6 separate regions of the Mus musculus genome follow, and all the other regions are linked to region 1. The links are chromatin contacts, called in public HiChIP or PLAC-seq and promoter capture Hi-C maps. All regions are on one chromosome and are shown on one strand. The core of a region is the stretch at or near the end of the contact, and the rest is flanking DNA. Distances in the headings are between cores, read along the strand shown. Region 1 overlaps Gm36470 (predicted gene, 36470). Region 2 holds the start of Fam133b (family with sequence similarity 133, member B). Region 3 overlaps Cdk6 (cyclin-dependent kinase 6). Region 4 overlaps Cdk6 (cyclin-dependent kinase 6). Region 5 overlaps Cdk6 (cyclin-dependent kinase 6). Region 6 has its middle 120 kb from the start of Gm36548.

Evidence for each region. Promoter capture Hi-C pulls out the DNA fragments that hold promoters and counts their contacts. HiChIP or PLAC-seq counts read pairs in DNA pulled down with a chosen protein or histone mark.
Region 2: a promoter capture Hi-C map of macrophages shows a contact between it and region 1, with 9 read pairs. The contact joins the promoter of Fam133b here to the enhancer-like site in region 1. A contact is called at or near these places in 3 of 39 promoter capture datasets (hematopoietic stem and progenitor cells, macrophages and neutrophils), 2 of 484 Hi-C or Micro-C datasets (Th1 cells and bone marrow-derived macrophages), 2 of 115 datasets of contacts at active chromatin or transcription factors (effector CD8 T cells and embryonic stem cells) and 3 of 9 other capture datasets (adipose tissue, liver and macrophages).
Region 3: a contact with region 1 is called in a FOXA1 HiChIP or PLAC-seq map of pancreatic cancer cells. The contact joins two enhancer-like sites. A contact is called at or near these places in 1 of 15 datasets of contacts at CTCF or cohesin (CD8 T cells), 4 of 484 Hi-C or Micro-C datasets (the AML12 cell line, Th1 cells and bone marrow-derived macrophages), 10 of 115 datasets of contacts at active chromatin or transcription factors (CD8 T cells, bone marrow-derived macrophages, effector CD8 T cells and 6 more) and 1 of 9 other capture datasets (embryonic stem cells).
Region 4: a contact with region 1 is called in a BATF HiChIP or PLAC-seq map of CD8 T cells, with 7 read pairs. The contact joins two enhancer-like sites. A contact is called at or near these places in 5 of 115 datasets of contacts at active chromatin or transcription factors (CD8 T cells, effector CD8 T cells, embryonic stem cells and 1 more).
Region 5: a BATF HiChIP or PLAC-seq map of CD8 T cells shows a contact between it and region 1, with 6 read pairs. The contact joins two enhancer-like sites. A contact is called at or near these places in 1 of 484 Hi-C or Micro-C datasets (natural killer cells), 4 of 115 datasets of contacts at active chromatin or transcription factors (CD8 T cells and embryonic stem cells) and 2 of 9 other capture datasets (adipose tissue and liver).
Region 6: a contact with region 1 is called in a BATF HiChIP or PLAC-seq map of CD8 T cells, with 7 read pairs. The contact joins two enhancer-like sites. A contact is called at or near these places in 4 of 115 datasets of contacts at active chromatin or transcription factors (CD8 T cells, effector CD8 T cells, pancreatic cancer cells and 1 more).

Annotation. Positions count from the first base shown.
Region 1 is chr5:3,300,453-3,303,152 of GRCm38.p6, reverse strand. The region is part of intron 3 of Gm36470 (predicted gene, 36470); the gene reads left to right. Among named protein-coding and RNA genes, the nearest start is that of Gm36548, 31 kb to the right of the region's middle. Within about 2 kb of position 1,427, at least 154 of the 459 cell types and tissues checked have an H3K27ac peak or open chromatin away from gene starts, as enhancers often do. A contact at or near this core is called in the AML12 cell line, CD8 T cells, Th1 cells and 10 more, where this site is marked.
Region 2 is chr5:3,542,408-3,545,236 of GRCm38.p6, reverse strand. Fam133b (family with sequence similarity 133, member B) reads right to left here and starts at 1,404. Exons shown (of 11, transcript NM_001042501.1): 1 at 1,290-1,404. The coding sequence starts at 1,313.
Region 3 is chr5:3,500,347-3,503,061 of GRCm38.p6, reverse strand. The region is part of intron 5 of Cdk6 (cyclin-dependent kinase 6); the gene reads right to left. Among named protein-coding and RNA genes, the nearest start is that of Fam133b, 42 kb to the left of the region's middle. Within about 2 kb of position 1,376, at least 196 of the 459 cell types and tissues checked have an H3K27ac peak or open chromatin away from gene starts, as enhancers often do. A contact at or near this core is called in the AML12 cell line, CD8 T cells, Th1 cells and 5 more, where this site is marked.
Region 4 is chr5:3,459,788-3,462,523 of GRCm38.p6, reverse strand. The region is part of intron 4 of Cdk6 (cyclin-dependent kinase 6); the gene reads right to left. Among named protein-coding and RNA genes, the nearest start is that of Gm29868, 48 kb to the right of the region's middle. Within about 2 kb of position 1,268, at least 79 of the 459 cell types and tissues checked have an H3K27ac peak or open chromatin away from gene starts, as enhancers often do. A contact at or near this core is called in CD8 T cells and effector CD8 T cells, where this site is marked.
Region 5 is chr5:3,476,301-3,479,000 of GRCm38.p6, reverse strand. All of the region lies in intron 5 of Cdk6 (cyclin-dependent kinase 6), which reads right to left. Among named protein-coding and RNA genes, the nearest start is that of Gm29868, 65 kb to the right of the region's middle. Within about 2 kb of position 1,385, at least 14 of the 459 cell types and tissues checked have an H3K27ac peak or open chromatin away from gene starts, as enhancers often do. A contact at or near this core is called in CD8 T cells, where this site is marked.
Region 6 is chr5:3,150,854-3,153,553 of GRCm38.p6, reverse strand. No RefSeq gene overlaps it. Among named protein-coding and RNA genes, the nearest start is that of Gm36548, 120 kb to the left of the region's middle. Within about 2 kb of position 1,258, at least 196 of the 459 cell types and tissues checked have an H3K27ac peak or open chromatin away from gene starts, as enhancers often do. A contact at or near this core is called in CD8 T cells, effector CD8 T cells and pancreatic cancer cells, where this site is marked.

The DNA of each region.
Region 1 (2,700 bases), core at 178-2,677:
GTCTGCATGCGTGCGCAGGGCTGAGAGTGAAACTCCTCTGAGGACAGAGAGGAGACACGCTTTCTCCTCTCATTGTTTATTTTCATAGTAGAAGTTTGCCGGTGCAATAAGAGAAAGAAATCAAAAGCATCCTAGCAGAAGAGGGAAAAGGGAAATTGTTTCTACTGACAACAAAATTATAATTACCAAAAAGACTACGCCAAGGTACTGTTAGAAAGTTGTAGGCCAGAAAAATCAATATGTAAAAATCACTAGCATTATCTCTTGTGAGACTCTGCCAGTGCCTGACAAATATAGAAGTGGATGCTCACAGTCATCCATTGGATGGAACACAGGGCCCCTAATGAAGGAGCTAGAGAAAGTACTCAAGGAGCTTAAGGGGTCTGCAACCCTATAGGAGGAACAAAAATATGAACTAACCAGTACCCCCTCCCCCCAGAGCTGTGTCTCTAGTTGCATATGTAGCAGAGGATGGCCCAGTCAGCCATCAATGGGAGGAGAGGCTCTTGGTCTTGCAAAGATCATATGCCCCAGTACAGGGGGACGCCAGGTCCAGGAAGTGTGAGTGGATAGGTTTGGGATCAGGGCCGGAGGAGGGTATAGGGGGCTTTGGGGATAGCATTTGAAATGTAAATGAAGAAAATATCTAATTAAAAAAAAAGAAAAAAATCACTAGTGTTGATCTATGTTATCAGTGAGCCATCCAAAAAGAGAAATTGGGTGCATAATACCTTTTTTTCCCTTTTTTATTGGATATTTTCTTTATTTACATTTTAAATGTTATCCCCTTTCCCGGTTCCCCCCTTGCATCATACCATTTAGGCGAAGGGTATAAACTGAAAAGTATATAGCACCTAGGAAAATACAATTAGATGGGAACACATTCGTGTTAATGGATTGGAAGATAACCTGCATTAGATTTCGTGCTGTTCAGATGCCCACATTGCTGAAAAAAGCCCGAGAGAAGGCAGTCCCTGTCAAAATAGCAAAATGTTTTCCACAAAACAGAAAACAAAATGAAACAAAAACTAATAAATAAACAAACACTTGAAAGGACCCATAAAATGCATGGAGCAGCCAAAGTAATTTTAGTCTATACTGGAGTATTTAGGATTTTCTGTCAACATTATCACACCGTGTATAAGTCCGCCCCTTTTAAAAGTTGCAAGTATTTTATTAAGTCAAAAAACCTTTAAAAATTATTTCTTGCTTTTGAAACAATGTTCAGGCTTGTCTGAATTTCAAATTCTCCCGGATACTGTACTAAGTATTCAATATTTCAAATCCTAATCCCAGGACACTCAGTAAGTACTAAGTTTATGAGATTCCCTTTCCCAAGAAAAACGTCTCGCCTTTCCTCTTGTTCTGCGTCTGAAGGTGTCTGGGAGGATTTTGCTTGCCTACCACACACTCTTCCCTGCTGAGTCACTTAGTCTCCATCATCCCTCCCAAGTTTTCTGGCTAGTACACTTCAGCAATTCTTTCTGACTGACTTAAATTGGTTAAAGGCATCTTTTAGGGGTCTATATAAGAAGAGATAGATACTGGTTTTGTACCCATCAAAACACAATGTGAAAAACACTCCCAAATCCAGCCCCACGTCTGCATGCACAGACATGAGTTTCACACTTACAGTGAGTGTCACACATCCAGTGCATGGAAAGAATCAGAGCCATAATGTTCCTGCAGGATGGACCTAGGTTGACAGGCATTTGTTGCACTGAGCATACCTGGTCTTCAGATGGAGAACTCACCCAGAAGATTGACAGACAGTTTCTAGGGAACAGCTGAGGGAGGGGCAGGATGTGGTCACGATGATTCACAAGTGCCCCTTCCTTGCTCATCTGAGTCAGCATGCAGCCTGCTACATGGCCCCACATGGCACAGTTACGGTTCTGGGATGAGCTGTCCCAGCAAGTCTTGCCTGCTTGACTTCATTAAAGCACTCAGTGAGTTTTAGAATCCCAGTCTGCCACATGACTCTCCTCTAGATCAATATACTCCCCCTTCAAGCAATACGACAAGTGACATGTAGCCTGAAGTATTGTTGAGTGTGTTTGCGGTTGGGCTCATTGGATCCGTAACGTAAGTGGCCTCTGTGAGCTTGGACGCAGCCTGCTGTAGTTCTTGATCGTCTAAGTGTTGCAACTAAGGCGACGAGGCTCCGATCTCTTCTTGTCACCTCAGACTTGTGATTTTGTAAGTGCATATGTACTGTCACTTTCTGGCTCAGAGCATGAATCATGTGCCCATGACATAGTTTGTACAGTGAGAACTGAACAGCACTGTGCTGCTGTTGCTCACTGCAGAAGTCACAGCAGGGCTGTAAGATGGCTTTTTTCGTATAGCCTTCATTTTGGTTACGCTTCCCCCAACCCATCATTTCCCCATCCCCCACCTTGCCCATGTTTGAACCTAGAAAAGTAAATTTTTTCTTTTTCTTTTTTTTTTTTTTTTTTTTTTTGAGACAGGGTTTCTCTGTGTAGCCCTGGCTGTCCTGGAACTCACTTTGTAGACCAGGCTGGCCTTGAACTCAGAAGTCCACCTGCCTCTGCCTCCCAAGTGCTGGGATTAAAGGTGTGCGCCACCACTGCCAGGCCAGGAAAGTAAATCTTGATATCAGGAGGTCTTCTCTATTTGTCCTTGGATTAGGAGCAGTAGTTTGGGCCTCCTGGAAAGAAGAGATCATCGTATCTTAGC
Region 2 (2,829 bases), core at 155-2,654, 240 kb before region 1:
TGTTGATGATGGAGAAGCTGTCTATGTGTGGGACCAGGATGTATAGGATAGCTGTGGTTTAAAAGTCCTGTTAAAAAGTGAGACTTTGGGGCTGGTGGTGGTGTGGGGGGCTGGGGGAGATATCAAGATCCATGAGGACTGAACCAAGTAGCAAATGATACAAGTTCTGGTCACAGTTTAAGCATCCTTACCCTGCCCTAAGTATTAGTTCTCCATTACATCTCCAACACCTCCCACCTTTTGATGTAATGTTTTCAGTCTTAGAATCTTTTAAGTGCAAACAAAATGCTACTAGAACATATTGTGCGATGACAACAGAACAGAACAGTACAGAGCTGTCAACACCCTCCAGTAAACGAGACTAATTTCATAGGTTTTGAAAATGCCTTAAGGAATGTGTAAATAAAAATTTCCAGTAAAATGAAAGTCTGGATTTCAGTAAGAAACTGTAATAATGTCTGTAAGCAAGCCTATAATCTTTAAAACAACGATAGCATCATTAATAACAACAAAACAAAACAGAAAAATCTCCAGGAATCAGGTGAGATGTGTCTGAGGACATTAATAGTCCAAGCACTATGTCGAACTCTGGATGCCCACACACATAGACCATTTCAACTGGTCTATTCTATTCTATTCATCTCAACTCCATTCATTCTACGGTCTCGTCCTGAAGCCAGGAGGAAAGTACATTCCTGCACAGTGCGAGCAAGGTTAGTGGCCACCGAGCTTCCACGACAGAACCACAAGAAACTAAAACGGACGTTTTTTGTTGTTGTTGTTGTTGTTTTTTGTTTTGTTGTTGTTGTTGTTTTTAAGACAGAGCGGGGAACACTGTCATTTCCCGGGCAGCTCTTTAGGTACCCACTCGCGTTCGCTTGGGCAGTTGCCTTTGTGGTCAAGCGGTGACTAAGGAGGACTCCCATTCCCACAGGTAGAAACTTGGGTTCAGAAGTCACTAACTTCCGAGGGCACTGGAGTCTAGAGTACCCCAAAGCCCTCATCCCTGTCCCCCACCCCCATCCCCGTGGTCCCGCTGCGCTGGGTCTGGGCCTCTCGGCACCGGCGGCTCCGGCTCACAGCCCTTACCGCTGCGGGGCGACAGGCCCCAGGGTCGGCCGAGCAGGACGCTGAGGACCGGCAAGGCGCACGCGCATCGCACGGCGCGGGGTCTCGGGGCCCCAAGTGCGACGCGGCCGCCAGCCCCGCCGCGACGGGCGACGGCTTCCGCTCGTTCGCCTGCCGCCCGGCCCCGCCTCACTGCTCCGTTTTCCCCGCCGAATACTCACCACGCGATTATCCCGTTTCCCCATGGTGGCCGGCTGAAGGCGCGGGAAGCCGCCGAGGGAGCAGGCCCGAGAAGAAGCCGAAGCGGCCCGCCGCGAGTCCTCTTACCACCTCTATGCCCCGCCCAGAGAGCGGCGCCCCGCCAATCCGGGGAGACCGTATGCGCCACGGCGCCCCCTGGTGGTGCGGAGGACAGCCCGGCGCTAGCGACCGCCTGCGGTTCCCAGGAGCTGCAGCAGGATTCCTGTGACCCACTTAACCATTCCTGAGCAGGACCCACTCTGTAGTCAAATCGGTAACTCAGTTCCTGGGTATCCAATGCCCTCTTCTGACCTTTGTGGGTACCAGGCACACGCACTGCACACCTGTAGGCAAACACATAAAGTAAGTCTAATGGAAAAAATTGTCATAAAACTTAAAAAAATGAGTCTGGGACCAGTCAAATATAGTTAAGACATAATCCTTATCTTTAAGGGGTGTGTTTATTAACTCATAGGGGGAGATAAACACACACAGGTTAGACTTTACTGCTTTGGTGCTATGGGATTATCTGGATTGGACTTAAACTTCAGAAGTGGTCTAGACTCTAGAGACTAATTAATACACCATATTCTCTGACTATTCACAGGCTTAGAAAAAGTGACTTATGGATTCATGTCAACATGAATGCATCAGGAATAAAATCGATCAGAATCCTTTCTGAAATTTTAGAAAATGGAAATATGGGACTTTCATTATACTGAAGAAAATCCTTTAGCCTTTCCCCAGACCTCATGGATATGAGGTGAGGGGTGGGTGGGTAGACATCATGAGTTTGAGGCTATTTTGAGCAACAAAGTAAGTCCAAGTCTGATCTGGGTAACTTAGACATTGTGTAAAGTAAAATTCAAAGGGAAAAAGGCTGGTATATGCTGCAGGATATGTGATCACACTGTGAAACCTGAGATTGTATTATTTACTAAAAAACAGTTGTTTCTAGTTGTGGTATGACTCAGCACTTAGAACACAGTTTTAATCCCAAACAGTGAAGGTAAAGTTAGTTTGTAGAAGGAAGCACCCATATTTGAAAGTTATGTGTAATTGAGTGGCAGACAAAGTGATGAATCAGAGAACAACCTGACAAAATAGACTATATAGAATATGCCCAACTGTCAGGAGAGAGGCAGTGAAGCCACTTAGGAGAGCAGTGCAGAGAGAAAGCGAGGAGAGAGGCAGTTTTACTGAGATGGGTTGAAAAGAGAACAAGCTAGACACGGGTGAAGACAGAATGAGTCAGAGAGTGAGAAGGAGCCAGAAGATTAGAACAGGTTGCCAGAGTTAACTCGGGGCCAATCAGAGCAATTCAGTCAGAAAGTGAGAGAAGCCAGTTAGAACCAGTCAGCTTGGAGAGGAATTTGAGCCAGAACAGCTGAATTGAACCAGCCAGTCAGAGTTCAGAAAGAACAAGAGAGGGTGAATATTTTCAGCAGTAACTTATCAGAGCCTGTAAAACATTCTAGGCCTATATTAGATTGCACAGAGGCTTCCAGGACCAGGCCTAGG
Region 3 (2,715 bases), core at 127-2,626, 200 kb before region 1:
TTAGAACTTTCAGACTGTCTAGATGAAACAGGCCCATTTGAATGCTTTCCCCCCTCCCCTTCAGTGATAGCTGAAGAATGTAGTTTTTCATGGGTGGACACACTGGGTATGTGACAGATGTAAATTCAGATACAGACAAAACACCAGCTACATGATTCAGACTCTGTACCATGCTTCCCCAGATCTTACTTCAGCAGGGGTCAAACAGAGGAACGCTGGTGTTTGACAACTGTCTTGAGTCATCAGAGGAAGTTCCTAGCGTTCGGATGTGCTTGTTGAAATAACCCTGGTGAACAAAGCCAGCCTCCCCCTTCCCCCCACACTTCCCCTCATCCCTGTGGGCCAGTGAGGTTTTCATTTTAGGAAATGGAAGTGTCAATGTGGACAAACTGTCCTGAGGTATTTATAGCGGAGTGTGTCATTTTCTTAAACTGCCTTCAAACCAGGTAATATGTGAATGGAAAGGGGATCTGAATTTCTTCCACTCTTTCGTGCCATCTGAACAGAACTGCGCTGAGGCTCCCTTACACTTAATGGCTCTCGGCTTTGTCTTTTGAGACTGGGTCCCTCACTTATAAAACTCATCTAAAAAGCTCAGGGAATCCTCTGGGACCCACGTCTCCAGTACCAGGATTTCAGGAGTAAGGTACCAGATCCAGTTTCTGTGTGGGTGCTAGGGAGCCAAGATTAAATTCTCATGCTTGCCTAACAATTCTCATGCTTGCCTAACCTTCTTGACTGGGGGAGCTCCCAACCCCAACGTTTTAAATTTTTAAAAAAGTGTCATTTTGAGTGTGAGAGTGTTTGTGCACGTGAGTCTGTGCCCAGGAAGCCCAGGGAGGCCATGGATGCCAGTTTATAGCATCTGCAGGGTGCCAGGTTTGCTCCTGCACAATCAACACCTCAGAAAGTTAGCTGTTGTTCTGCCTGGGTCCTCCTGATCATGGGATGTTTTAAGTGGAAAGGAGGAAAAAAAAAACAAAAAACAAAACAAAAGGAAAAGGGACCCTTGAAGGCTTATAAGCAGAGTCTGTTTTATATTCATGGTGAGGAGACTCTGACCCTCCCAGGAAGGCTCTAAAGGTTAAAAACCACGAGGTAGTAAATAAAACAGAACTACTGTTCGAATCAGCTCTCAGGGCGATGATTCACTGCACTGGCTCATCCTTGGGAAATCACCTACTAAGTGGAATTTAGCAGTGAAGGTGTTATTTTTGGTGCATGATTTATTGCTCCCCCACCCACCCCCTGGGGATTGAATCTAGCTTTGCCAGGCGGAAGTGCTGTCTCTCGAGGGGGACAGGACTGTGTCCACTGCTGAGGCTCTAGGATACTGAATCATGTAACGGGAAAGCCACAGAAGCCAAGAGACTAGATGACCCGGGCTCCTAACACTGGCTCTGTAACTGATTAACACAGCAAGGAGAGCAAGTGGGTACTTAACCTCTGCTCATCTGTAAAAACCCGTTGTCTCAGCTTCTGACCATGCTGTGGCACAGACCAGAGTACTATAAAATTAATAAACCACACGAACAAAGCAGTTAGCACCGTGGAAGGGCAGAAAAGTCTGCCTGGCGGAAGCAACCCTGCCAGGAAGGTGGCAAATGCAAGACATTCCCACTCGCTCCAAAACCTCTCATTCTCTGTTAATCTCACAGCACCCTTTCCCTTCCCCCAACTTCCTTGGTTTCATTATGACTAATTTTGCAAGGAAGATTTAATACTGGTGTTTTGCTCCTTTCCCTGGACCAAATCTCTCTAGGTTTAATTCACCCATGGTGCTCTGCTATGCTGTTTACAAAGGTCACCAGATAACTTTAGAGCCGCTACAATCTGGAAAATGACATGCACAGGAACAGGTATATTCCCTGTCATCTGCCTAAAGAAATAAGGCTTACCAGCTGCCACCGCCCCTGCCACCAACCAGCTGCCACCGCCCCTGCCACCAACTCCTCTTGCACACTCTCCTTATATTGATGGAGACACACTGAGACTCTGAGAGATTACATAGCTAACCGAAGGTCTGACATTATGGCCATTTAAAAAAATCTCTTCAGAGAACATTTACCTAATGTTCAAAACTCATTACTGAATTTTGTTTGGATCCTGACAATACAACTATCAACAAAACATAGTCATTTCTGAATATATTAACAGAGTTTTGTTAGCAGATGTGAACATTTTTTGTTTATGTTTGTTTACCAGTGGTAGTGTTTCCATGAATTTCTTTCTCAATCTGCAGCGCTGACACTGAGCCCAGATAATCTAGCTTAGAGAAATGAGATGAAAATCATGAATTATGATTTTAGGGGGGAGGGTAGGGTAGGGTAGGGGAGGTGGCTCAGCAGTTAGAATGCTTGCCGAATAAGCACAAGAATCGGAGTTGAGATGTTCAAAACCTACTTAAATGTAGGGTGGGTGAGGCAGCCTTGGAGGGTGGAGGCAGAGAAGCCACAGAGCTAGTGAGATCATGGACCTTAGAAAAGAGTCTATTACCTCCACTTCGCTAGACCGGAATGATTTCTTACTACAATCTGAATCTTATCCTATACCCACAGATAAATGTAACTGCCACCCCTCAAAGAGGTCTCTCTTCACAGCAGATGAAGAGTATCACAGAAAACAACTGGGCGCAAGGCAAAGATCAATGGAGCATGGGGAGCCAAGTGCCACAGCTACACCACAGCTCCCGAATCAGTGGCTCAGGAACATGGA
Region 4 (2,736 bases), core at 19-2,518, 160 kb before region 1:
CTTATCTCAGGGTACGGACAGGGGTAGGGAAAAGGGAAAGGAAATATCCGTGAAGCATGGCAGACATTAAAGTTCCATGTTGGGCTAACCAGCTCGTGCTGTATATAACCTCCAGTTTGATGTTTGATGAAGCACCATGGCCTGCTTCCAGCAACAGGGAAGGGCAGATGGACAGAGAGAGACATCTGAGAGCAAGGAGCTGGTGGCTGGCAGCGCCAGGAACAGAAGCAGGACTGGGACCTGTGACTCAGGTTCACTGTCACTATGCAAGTCACTGACTTCAGATCTTCCTTCCCTTTGGGGAAGGAGAAGGGTGCTGGGGACTAAACTCAGGCCTGCACACGTGCTAAGTTCTGTTATCAGACCTATTTTGATCCCCCCCCCTTTTGAGATAGAATCTTGGGTATGTAGCCCGGGCTAGCCTAGAACTTTCTATGTAGACCAGGCTGGACTAGAACTTGCAGCGATCCTTCTGCCCTGCCTCCAGAGTGCTGGGATTGCTGGCATGCACCATCACAGCTGGTTCAGTCGTTCCCTTTTAGGGTTTTTGTTTAATTATCACTTTTAAACAATGTGGTTTTTGTTTGTTCTGTTTTTGTTGTTACTGTTGTTGTTTTGTTTTTAAAGTCAATATTTCTAGAGCACTGTATGTTTATCAGAAAGCTGATGAGAACAAGGGATCTTCCTACGATACTTATATCCAAAAGGTTTTCACTAAAATGGTGTATGGATGAGCAAGGGTCCTGGAGAGAGGGGAAGGAAGAACTGCTTAGCCAAAATGCTCTGCACGGGGCTGGCAGCCTGCTACGCCAGGCGCGCTTCTCTTGGCCTTTTCTGTACCACTACCCTTCCACCCAACCTTGTTCTCCTTTTCCAGTCTTCTATCTCTGCAAATGAAATCACTAACCAGTTCCTCGAGTCAGGCTCTTCCTCAAACTCACCCCTCACCCAGTTACAGACTTGACAACACGGCAGCTCACAGAGGACTGGAGCTGGAGAAACAGGCGATGGAAGACACAGCTTGGAAGTCCAATTTGAAAGTTGCTTAAACAAGAAAAGGGCCTGATGTGTTATCTGTATATCCTTAGACTTTCAGGAAATACAGAAAGGAAAATTAAACAAACACGATCCTACACTTAACATTAACATATTTTTAGAATTTAAAATTATTCTCAGGTATCTTTTGTAAGCAGAGAGGAAGGAAGGACCACTGTAAAGGAATCCCTTAATAGATGACTGCAGAGTACGAGTTCTCTTACTGCTCAGGGGCTGCAACCCTTCTCTTGAAACCGTCTCGGTTTCTAGGAAGAACCACACGAATACCAAGGACTTTACAAAGCGTTTCTAAGTACATCCGCTATCAGGAGAGAGACCTGTGTGACAATAAAAGGCAGCAGAAGGTTTCTCACCTAGGCCGGGGCTAGCTGCAGCGTGCTTGGGGGCACTGTGGTTGCTGCATGCAAACACTGCTGGAAAGAAGAAGTACCAGCCCAAGGCCATGCTAAGCTCGGCTTTGACCTCAGAGCTAATTCAAAGGAAAGGCCTTTCCATTTACAAACATTTCAGAGAATACTGCTGCTTTCTAGAAATGTGTGGCAGGTAGTTTCCTTATCCTTAAGGCTGATGGGTGGAGACAGGATTACAGTGGTACCCAAGGAAACATGAAGACTGCAGAGAGCATTGTTTATCATCCAGGAGATGAAAAGGTCCCTTTAGTGATCACTGCAGATACTTAATATAGAGATGACCCTCATATGTGGCCAAAGTACAAGTAGGGCCTAGTGATAACCTCTCTGAAAGTCTTGTGGAACATTCTGAAACAACTAACAGTCCACTGCTCTGTATTCCCACACTATACCTCCCTCAGTTCTTGCTCTGATACCTGGTGTGACCACAAGAATCTACTTCTACCTCTGTGTTACTCCCACTGCGCCTAATTCTATAATGACACTGCTTACTTTCAGATCCCCAATCTTGCTGTGCGGCTGATTATCTGTTACTACAACACAGTAACCAAAATAATTGGGTTATAAGAGAAAAAGGTTTATTTGTGCCGCACAGCATTGAGGGATCTAGTCCATGATAGGTTGGCCCTTCTCGTCTGGGCTGGTGGTGAGGCGGTGTCATGGCAGGAACATGTGAAGCTGAAAGCTGCTCACAATGAGAACGGAGGAGCAAAAGGAACCTGAAGGTGGAAGGTGTCCTACCATCACTCTCAAGGGCATGCCCCAATAGACACCCCCTCCCCGCGACCTTCTAAAGGTCCCATAGCTTCCCACCTTGGGAGCCAGTCTTTAACACTCTACCTCTAGGGGTCTCTGAGGTTGCTACTATATTTAGCATATAGCAGTCACTAAAAAGCTGTCAGATATGTGATCAAGAAAAACATTTCTCCGAAAATGCTCCCCAACCCCAACAAATTCAAAATCAGACAAACAAAACCAAACAACAGCAGCCCTAGCAGCAGCAACAGCAAAAACAACAACAAAACCCGAAAAAGATCGGCAACACACCAAACCAGAGAGTGAAGAATAGTCTGTCTTGAGGTATTTATGAAGGTATAGAAAATGTTCTAGAGTCACAAATATGGCCCCCTAAATCAATTTTATTATCTCATCTTAAAAGAAAATCTCTTGTAGATAGGCTGTTAGAAGCAGCCTGTAGTCTCTGCTCTCAGGAGGCAGAGGCAGGAGGATTGCTAGAAGTCTGAACCTGGTCTGGTCTACACAGCCAGGT
Region 5 (2,700 bases), core at 136-2,635, 180 kb before region 1:
AGGGCCCCCAATGGAGGAGCTAGAGAAAGTACCCAAGGAGCTATAGGGAACTGCAACCCTATAGGTGGAACAACAATATGAACTAACCAGTACCCCGGAGCTCTTGTCTCTAGCTGCATATGTATCAAAAGATGGTCTCGTTGGCCATCAGTGGAAAGAGAGGCCCATTGGACTTGCAAACTTTATATGCCCCAGTACAGGGGAATGCCAGGGCCAAAAAGGGGGAGTGGGTGGGTAGGGGATTGGGGGGGTGGGTATGGGGGACTTTTGGGATAGCATTGGAAATGTAAACGAGGAAAATACCTAATTAAAAAAAAAAGAGTTGAAAACTCAACACTGATTAGAGTGTGAAAGTATCTGCTTGTTCTCAGACTGAGCTATCCTGGATCTGTCTATCGCTCTATCAAGACTGGTCCCCTTTACCTGGGTTCCGTATCTAATAGGATGCTCCTTTAAAGTTCTTTAAATAAAGACCAAGAAGACAGGAGGCAGAAAGCCTAGCTGCGTAAGAGCCTGAAGCTCTGCACGCAAGTTCTGACCGAGCCGGAGGTGGCAGGTTTTCTCACCTCCTGGTGCCTGGGCATCTGTGACAGCCAGTCAAGCCCTTCGTTTCCTTGAGGTCACTAGGAGAGTACAATATGGATGCCCACCAACACAGCAAGGGAGGGGAAAATTGGCAAGGCGCTCAGTAACATTTTAGACATTTGCTCACTGGCCTTCAAGCCACAAAGGACAGTTATAAACTGTTAGCTTCTGCTAGTGGGTATTTAATTCATAGAAATCAATGACGACAAGTCTAGAGAAGCCACCAGACAACGAGTAATATTATCATGAAGTTTGTTTCCTGCGAACAGTGACAGTATTTGTTATATTTTTCTTGGTGGCATTTGGCACTTTGTAGCTAAGGACCAGCAGGGCTGGCAACCCAGAATTTCTAAGAATTCCTATCTGCTCACCACAATCTCCATATTCAAAGAATTTGTAGCATATTCTATTCTGTTTCAATGTACACTCTCTTTTATACCTTTGCTTTAACCTGGAAAACCCCATAACTTTCAAACGAGAAACTAACAGTTCTGGCCAGGACCACAAAGCAACTACTAGGTACCCAGAGAGTGGAGATGAGTAGTTGATCTTGCCGCAGAGTTAAATACCACTCTATTCCTGTCCCCACATCTCCCCCTAGCCCTCCCATCACTTTAACTACATGGCTACTGACCAGATCTCTGACTGTTTTAGCACAATACACATCTCAACGTGACATCAAGATGGTTTACTTACAAAGGAGAGAGAAGGGAGATTAAAAAGAATATAGCTCTAATCCGTGTTATCCACTCTGTAGAATGCTTCTGTGGGTCAGTGCAGGCAATTATTAAACTCAGATAATACTGACAGATGGTATTTAACTTTCTGGCTATTTGGCAACCATCTGCCCTAAGACTCTCTTTATTGAGTTTGTATTTCCTAGGCATCAGTTTTAGAATAGAAAGCATGTAACTCTTGATAATGTGACAGAGAATCAATCAGCCTTTCGAACGCTGGGGAAAGTGGAAATCGAGGGCATTGACTATGTGATCTGCTCTTTCGCCTCTAAAATGTCATTGTTGTTCTCTTGTAGCAATACATAAAATACTATAGAAAAAAAAGCTCTTGTATGTTTGGTGTTGTCAAGAGCAAAAACCTAACAGAGTAGAGCAATTGGCAGCTATAGTATCAGGACGACTTGGATTCAAACCTGGCTCTGCTGTGTAATAGTTGGTGTTCCCGAACAAGTTATTTGCCCTACTTGTGGAAGATTCCATGTCTCTACCCTCTGAATATGGCATGGTGAGGTAACTCCTGAAGGAGACAGCCCCGGGCTTGGAAGACCAGAAGTGTTTCACTCACCTGCCTTCTTTGCTTCTGGGAAGGATGCCAAATATTGCTCATACAAAAATGATTATTCCTCAAAGATTTTATACAAACAAGTAGGATGCGACCTCTGGGCTTTCACTGAGAATTCTTTGAAATTCTTCTTCTTCTCCTTCTTCTTTTTAAAAGATTTATTTATTTTATGTATATGAGTACACTGTAGCTGTCTTCAGACACATCAGAAGAGGCATCGGATCCCATTACAGATGTTTGTGAGCCACCATGTGGTTGCTGGGAATTGAACTCAGGACCTCTGGAAGAGCAGTCAGTGCTCTTAACCGCTGAGCCATCTCTTCAGCCCCCCGTACAGTTTTTATACCAACCCACAGCACCCATCCCTCACCAGCCAGTTCTGCTTAACGAACTCATCACACACTCAATGAGTTTCTTTTTTACTAGGATTTATATGGTCATGTCTCGGGAGTGACCCTCTCATATAGCAACCATTCTACAGGGAGTTGTATTTTAGGGTTTAGTTGTATTTTAGATACACTCAGCTGGTGATGTATGAGGCCATTTTGGTGGATGGTCATGGGCAGCTTTCTTCCTTCCTTCCTTCCTTCCTTCCTTCCTTCCTTCCTTCCTTCCTTCCTTCCTTTCTTTCTTTCTTCCTTTCTTTCTTTCTTTTTCCGAGATAAGGTTTCTCTGTGTAGCCCTGGCTGTCCTGGAACTCACTCTGTAGGCCAGGCTGGCCTCGAACTCAGAAATCCACCTGCCTCTGCCTCCCGAGTGCTGGGATTAAAGGCATGTACCACCACGCCTGGCCATGGGGAGCTTTCTAATAATCTT
Region 6 (2,700 bases), core at 9-2,508, 150 kb after region 1:
CTTGCTTTTCAATGCATCCCTGGATACATCTCCCTGCCCTTGTTGACGTCCAGCCCACTGTCCATCTGTGTATGTCCAACTCCCCTTGACCCCTCCAAAGCAGATTTTACTGCTTATATAACTTTGGGACTGGTGGGGCATAGCCTTTAAAAAAAATTATGACTTTCCTGAGCCTTGTAAGTTTCTTATATTATCTGGGCCTTGTGTGTTTCTTTTATTGCATTTTATGAATTTCACTTACTTCCTCCATGTAAGAGGTAATGTTTTAATTTGAGGAGATAGTTTCATAACCAAGAGAGATGCACTGATGGGCTGGGAAACCTTTGGACCAACCATTTCAACAAGGAGAAGAACAAGACAAAACCCGGAGAGTATCTACATTGGCCAAATAAAACAGAGTAATAAAATTGATTAGCTACCAACTTCATGATATCATATCTTATCATCTGAATGATTTAAAACTGTCTCAAAGATTCTCAAATCATGAAACCTTAAAGGCTTTTCCTGTATCTGTTGTTGTGTGTAGGTCTAAGTGCCTACATCTTTCCCACGCCCAGTCTTACTGCAGACAACCTGGTTATAGGAAAAAAACAAAGTTGAATTTCAAATTAATTTCTGTAGACATCCAACTATCGGAATACAACAAGGATAGATACAATAAAATTGCACACATCCAGAATGATTCTCGTCTTGCGCGCGCGTGCGCATGTGTGTGTTTTCATTTCTACGTGATAGCACTTGATTGACTCTTTGCAAGAAACACTGAATTAATTTCCCGGGCTTCCGAGGTCCACACAGTCAGCCACATACTAAAACAATCATTCTAGGTGGAGACTTTGGTCTGTTAGCCTTACAAAGAGGGCATCCGGGAAATGAGACAGTTCCCAGAAGGGTGACCAACTCTCACGTGTTGAGGGCACCTCCTTTTGTTCCCCAGCTGCTGCCACCCACCATCTCACTTGAGAGGCCCAGCAAGTTTGTCCCCAGGCAGGCCAAGCAGAGGTGCGGGAACATAAAACACATTCCAGCGGTTGGCATCTGGGCGAGCAGCTGCCAAGCACAGTCAGCGTGTGGCCGCGGGGACTACGGAGGCAGAGCCCACACCAGCACCGCCCTCGGAGAGCTGGCTGCATGCAGGCTTGGCTCTGCAGGCTCCATCTGCTCTCCCCACAACCCTGCCACCCCGCCCAGAGCATCAGTCTTATCTCAAAAGTTTGGGAAGTGTGCCCAGGGGGTTGGCATCTTTTTGTGGGGCAAGTGCGTGGTGTGCAGCTTTGGCACTCCGGATCTCGGGAGAGGAGGTGGTGCGGTGGGGAGAGTATTTCACATACCGCGGTGACTATGACTCAGGGAGAAGGGAAACCCCAGAATTACCACAAAGCCATCCAAATCCAGGCTTGGCCTCACCAGTCAGCTAAGAGCGATTCTGTTTCATCTGGTTTCAGGGCGGGTGTTTGTGTCTGTGTATACGTATGCATATTTCTGAGAATGAATTCTTCTCCCGGTTTTCTTCTTTGAAAATAGATTGCGGGTTGGGGGCAGGGAGCTCGTAATGCCTATTAGAACTTCAAGAGATTGGTTTTCACAGGACAGCGCTTCAGAAAGGAGTCCCTGAAATTATCTGGTAGCCGCTTCTCAGCGACATTTTCTGTGGATTCACTTTAACATTTCAGTCCTTTTGAAAGCTACTATGGTTAAATTAACCAAAATCGAAATTTAAAAAAAAGTTCCTAGATTCTTCCAGGCCTACTTCACATCATCAAATCAGGCCCCGCTGGAGGTCCCATTAAAATGGCAGCTCCCACTGAGAGAGAGACAAAAGCCCCTCACTGAATGGGGATGCTGGAATAGTGATGGACTTTCAGAACAGCTTTTTTTTTTAATCCATCAAAAAAAAAGTTACCTCTGCATCGACTGTGAGAGAGTATTTATTTAGCTCTCCACACTGTGGGAAATGAAGGCTGTCTCCCTGATAAGGACACCAGCCTTTCTTGGGAGAGGAGAGAAATAGGAAGCTGTAACATGGCTGAACAAATTCCTCCTTGCAACAGAAATCGTGGGATGTTTCAGATGTGAACAGCTAAATTTTGGTGTGGTTTGGGACAAATTAATATGACTCAAATCTCACCTCACACCGGAGGCTGCTTCTAAGGAAGGGGGTGGGATGAATGCATTCATGTTCCTCAAAGTTCTGGCCAACGCTGTCTCCATTAAATTTAAATGTGGCTCCCTCTTCCCCCCCCCCCTCCACAAGAAAGTGATTTAAAAAGAAATGGGGACACCGAGAACAAACTAAAAATATATCTAAACAGCTTAGCTGTGTGCCAAGAAGGCTCAACACATGACTATGTGATATCCTAGGCTACATGAATGGTGTTTTTTTTCTTTTGTTTGCTTGTTTTGTTTTGTTTTATGTGACAAACTAAAATCTCCTGACCTTTGATTTGAGGCTAACTATGTTAGCATGTTCAGTGTTCCCCAGTGCTTCCCATGCAGTCCCAACAGCTGTTATTTCAATTATGCAGGCCTAAGGACTCACAAGAAAGTATTGTCTGATGTTCCAGATGATGGCCTGCACTGTCATCTTAATCTATGAACAAGCCCGGCCCAGGGGGGATGCTTAGTTTGTAGCAGGGAAGGTCAATTACATTCTCATTAAATTGAACACGGATGGCATCCTGTGGAGGATTAAAGTTCTTG